Regions from separate parts of the Arachis hypogaea genome. Here region 2 is linked to region 1. Evidence: chromatin contacts called from public Hi-C data. All regions are on one chromosome and are shown on one strand. Each heading gives the region's core, a stretch centred on a gene start, on an enhancer-like site or on the middle of the called end of the contact. The rest is flanking DNA. Distances are from core to core; before and after follow the strand shown. Region 1 holds the start of LOC112784678. Region 2 holds the start of LOC112785449 (inositol-3-phosphate synthase 1).

Evidence for each region. Hi-C and Micro-C count contacts between places; a contact is called where the count stands out from the background.
Region 2: a Hi-C map of an unstated tissue shows a contact between it and region 1, with 4 times the contacts expected there. The contact joins the promoter of LOC112785449 here to the promoter of LOC112784678 in region 1. A contact is called at or near these places in 3 of 8 Hi-C or Micro-C datasets (leaf and an unstated tissue).

Annotation. Positions count from the first base shown.
Region 1 is chr20:21,422,380-21,424,998 of arahy.Tifrunner.gnm2.J5K5, reverse strand. LOC112784678 reads left to right here and starts at 1,326. Exons shown (of 5, transcript XM_025827970.3): 1 at 1,326-1,642.
Region 2 is chr20:21,693,805-21,696,423 of arahy.Tifrunner.gnm2.J5K5, reverse strand. LOC112785449 (inositol-3-phosphate synthase 1) reads right to left here and starts at 1,320. Exons shown (of 10, transcript XM_025828914.3): 1 at 857-1,320; 2 at 700-768; 3 at 477-612. The coding sequence starts at 1,044.

The DNA.
Region 1 (2,619 bases), core at 77-2,576:
TCACACAATTTATTATAATTTATATCAAACAATTAATTGTTAAAAGTGTTTTTCAATTTATTTCTTTTAACTCATTAAATACAATTCATTAAAGTAAATTAATTATATCAACTAATTAATTTAATTAAATATTTAAATATCAAATAATTTATTATAATTTATTTGATTATATCAATTATTTTGATTTATTATTTTATAATGTGCATATTAAATAGATAATTTGTTATTTATTCTAATTGAATATAATAAACACAGATTAATTTATTTAAGAAAATCATTGTCTCCTAAAAAGGTGTTTCTCTATTTGTCTTTTTAATTCATTAAATTCAATCAATTATTTCTTAATTTACTTTTTTGAATTTAATAAATTAAATCAAATCAATTATACTAATTATTTGTATCAACGAATTGATTTGATTAATTCTTAAAAATATTTTTATTTGATTTTTTATTTATTTAAATATATTAATTATAACTAATCAATTATTTAATTTTATTAGGATAAATATCAAATTCTATTTCTAATATCAAAATACAAAATTTTATTCCTTCTATTTTTATTTCATTATTATAAAAAACTATATATACTAAAAAATGATCTCATTTTTTGTATTAATTACTCTTTCATTAGGTAGTTTTTACAACAATATTTTTTTTCCTATGAGACGTTGTGGCAAGAAGGCAACTATCGACTTATCGTGGATACAAGTCACCACACCCCCAACTCTCACTGGAGCTATATATAATATGTTAACCATGAAGCATTTATAGACCATGGTTGACAAGTTCTCAAGTTGGAGTTTATGAAAAGTCTTCTCCTGACGATTTTAACATAGACTATAAACACTGAAAACGTGTGGGAATTCAATGGTCAAATGTTCGAAATGTCATGAATATGAGATTAGTCTATAGAGGGTAAGAAAAATCACTTCTGAAATATTAATGCGAATTATATAAGACTGTTGTTGTCACAATCTTTGTTTTATAACTATTTTTTGGTCTCCAAAATTGTTGCAACTATGAAAGATTTGAATATTTGAGTCATGGATGTGGTTTCAGCATGGTATTGAAAATTGGACCGGATTATCCGGTCGAATCGGTCCAACAATAAATCGGCATGAAAACGGTCCAGTCCACTGCTAATAACCATCCATTTTGAACTGTTTAAAATTGCTGAACCGGTCGAAAAATGGCCAGTCGGACCAAACTGGTAACCGACTGGTTGGACCGGACCGGTAACCGACCAGTTCTTGATAAACGGCGCGGTTTTGATTTTTTTTTTTTAAAAAAATCACCAACGTTCAGCACTTCTTCCTCACTCACTCACCCACCCACCCCTCCCCCCCCCCCCCCCAAACACACCCCCCATTCGTGAATCACTATCCCTCTGAAACCTCAAGCAAAGTTCAAAATCACCAAACCTAAACCCTAGGTTCTCCCTGCAACGGTTCTGCCGCAGTGTCGCCGCCGTCCGTTCTGTCGGCTTCTCCGCGGCTTCCTCCTTCCCGCTGTCCCGAGCCCAGGCCCTCTCTTGTAGCTCGGCGTCCTCCTTCTCCCTGTCCCGTCATCCCTGGCTTCTCTGTTCGAGGCTTGGAGCACCTCAACGCCGTGTCGCCGGTCGCCGTCCGTGTCTCCGTCGAAGGTTAGTGGCACTGCTTTCACTTCTTCTAGTTCTAGCCATTCAAATCCATTTTATATATGGGATCTTTGTTTCTAAATATCTGTAATTGGAACACCACATAAAACAAAATCCAAACACCTGATTAAAACAATAAACGATTTAGAAAACTGAAATTTAGAAACTTAGAAAAAAATACTCACAGTTTGCTGCATGAAGTAACCCTTAGTTAGTAGCTGGGTCAGGGGTCGCAGTAAGACCAGGGTTGTTAGCTGGTAACTCCTTCGGCTCCGAAGCCATTGAGAACAGACGAAACCCACTGAATTTCTGCAACAAAAGAAAAGGGAAAATTGGGGTTAGGGCTTAGAGCTTAGGGCATTGAAGGATTGGATGAAAAAGATGAAACTTTTGGAACCTTTGGTTTGTGGATATGTGAGAGTTGGAAAGGGATTGAATTGGGAGGGAGAAAAAATTGGGGTTTGGCGATGAATCGGTACATAAAATTGGTACCAAATTTGTCAGTAACAACTCTTTTGGGGAGTTCTACTATTTGAAGTTGAAATTAAGTTTTTTGTGGCCATCCACTTCTCATGCTGTTAAATTATATAATTGCTCATCATATTCCAGTAAGATTTTGTGGCCACTGGATGTACTAAAACATTTACAGTGATACTACTACCATGCCTTCTCTGTTCGACTTCACTAGCTAGTAGCTACCTTTTCATGTTATTATTACTCAACATTTGTAAATAATTGTAATGCAAACAGGGCTTCATTGAACTGTAAATTATATTTAATTGATTGTTTTGAGGGCTAAAGGGTTAAAGTTCTTACTACTTTGTTGATGTATGTAGTTAGTTATAATAATTTTGATAGCTTTATATTATGTAACTCTGTCAACTAACTTTTAGTTTATGTGAAAACCGCTCTCGCGTTTGGTTTATTCATCATTTCTTGGAATATACGTTCAGAATTTCTTGGTTTTACTTGCTTTGAATCTG
Region 2 (2,619 bases), core at 71-2,570, 270 kb before region 1:
CTATAACATATTAACCAAAAATCACTACCATTACCAATTGAATTTAATTTTCATGCATGTAAGCATAATCACCGTAGCAAAAATAACTAATTTTCAAAACCGATATTTAAAAAGTCGTCTAAATGCACGAATATAATTGGATGAATGTGTAAGTTTTTTTAGACCGTCAGTGCATGCATCAAAATTGAACTCTTAACCTATATATGTAAGGAAAATTAACCTTCATTACTATAGTGAAAATTAGCAACATTAGCATTTTTTCTTCACGAGAATAAGCTGAATGGTAGCAACATTCACTCTTGCTAGCGCTCCTCACAATGACTAAAATATTTGTAAAAAAACATTTTTATAATTCAAAACACGCTGAATTAAGTAAAACAGAAAGGAACTACCAAAGAAAAATGGACACACTAATTAAATTTTCTGAAAGCACAGGTGACTACAAGAAGGAAAATAAATAAATAAAATAAAAATACCATAGGGAGGAGGCTCTTGAATGGGGCATAAATTTCCTCTCCTTGGTAAGACCCCACTCTGATAGCAGAGGCTTGAGTCAGAGACCCAAAGTAATTCGCTTGTTGGATCTTGTCCTTCGTTGCCCATGAAATTCCCCTGAACATAATACACACAATTTCCACACCATTATTTCTCAATAATCATAAAAAAATAAAACAAAAAACTGCTGGGAATGAAACTAACTCTCGGTTTGCAATAACGCCACCAGTGAGTGTGCTGCCATTGTTTCCACCCCACCCAACAAGCATTACACTGAGCATTAAAAAACAAAATGAAATCAGAAATGAAACAAAAAAGTGAAAATAAAATGTTTTGGAATTTGGATCTTGATTATGTGTACCCCAATTTAGGGACATGGGTGTTGGTTTTGAATTCGTATTTGACGGTTTTGGGTTTAACAATCCATTGATAAGAACCATTCCTGTTCTCATGAACAAGCTCCGTGGTTTCGTAGTTGTACACGGACTGAATCTCATCCTCACTGTACTTCACATTAGGACTCTCAACCTTAAACTTCTCGATAAACATTTTCACAAACAACACAAACAACAACTACTTTTTTTTTCTTTTTCTTTTTTGGGTGTGTGCTTTCCGGGAAAACTAAAAGAGGAGATCAGAGAGAGAAAGGTTTTTTTTTTCTTTCTTTTTCTTTTCTTTAGTTTCTTTTCTTTTTTCTTTTTTTCTTTTTTTTTTTTTTTGGAGGCTGTGCTGTGCTTCCTCTCTTCTCCCCAAGATTCGTGAAAACGGTTTCAAAGTTTTTTTATTTTTTTTTCAGTGTAGGTGCTGCTGCATGTGTTGTGGTGGAAAGAGGGGAGGAAGCTCTATATTATATATAGAGAGGAAGGTGGGGTTTCTGGGCTCTCCACATGGCAAGATTTGAGTGGCTTGCAGGGGACCCCCCTAAATACATTATTGACTAAGTTACTCACTCGTGACTATAGTTTTAAAGGATTCTCTATATAGATTAAAATTGTATAAGATTATAGGGAGAGTATAAATTTTTTTATAGTTTTTTTTTAATTATTTTATTATTGTTCAAAATGTGGATCTTAATTTTTTCAATTTTTTTTATTTTATAAAAAAAATCTGTAAATACCTTTTTATTATATAATTCACCTAGTTTTAATATTGTACTATCAAAATAGTACCCAAAATGGAATCGCTGTATTTATTTTTGAGAACAGGATCAGATAAGACACTGAAGATAAAATATAAAAAAATAGTATAAAATTTAGTATTTTTGTATTCTATTTGGTAATAAAATAGAATAAATTATAGAAATCTAATTTATTCTTATTTTTTCATTCAAAAAATTTGAGAATAAAAATATAATAATAAAACGTATAATTATGAAAAATCAAGAATAATAAAAGAAAAAATAAAAAATATGTTGTATTCCTTGTTAGTATCTCTGTGTCTTTTCTGTTAGAATGGACACAAAATACACTAATTTAGTGTCTCAGGACACAATGTCTCTGTCCGTGTTTCATCTGTCAAATACGATTTTGTGTCTTAGTATCCTGTCCTGTAAACAAACACAACCTAAGTTCTCGAAACAATCCTGCTATGTGTAATGGGTCGTATTTCAGGTTCATTAACCATTCAATTTCATTTTCACCATAAATCTATCATTTTTACTTAATTTTACTTTGAATCAATTACACCCCCTTCTAGCCTAAACTCCCTTTTCACCGCAATCAGCAGTCCGTTACCTACTCCAGCACGCAGTTTTCTTCGCTGCAAAAAATCTCCCAAGCATTGTCGTCGTCGCCCATTGTCACCAACTCCGAGTGCAGCTAAGTCATTTCGTATTAAGAAGAAACATTTCATTCACAATAAGAACAAACATCTCATTTGCATGAAAAATAAACATCTCTTTTGTATGAAAAATAAACACCTGCATACGCAATGGAGGACAAAGCTAGGTTGCTTGCAGCAGCGCAATGGAGGACGAGGTTGGGCTGCTTGCGGCGACGGGCGAGATAGAGGCGCAACAAAGCTAGGCTGCGTGCGGCGGTTTGGGAGGCACTACGAAGCGCAAATGCGTGCGGCGCTTGCAGATGCACGAGGAAGCCAAAACGCGTGCGGTGGTTCGCGAGAGAC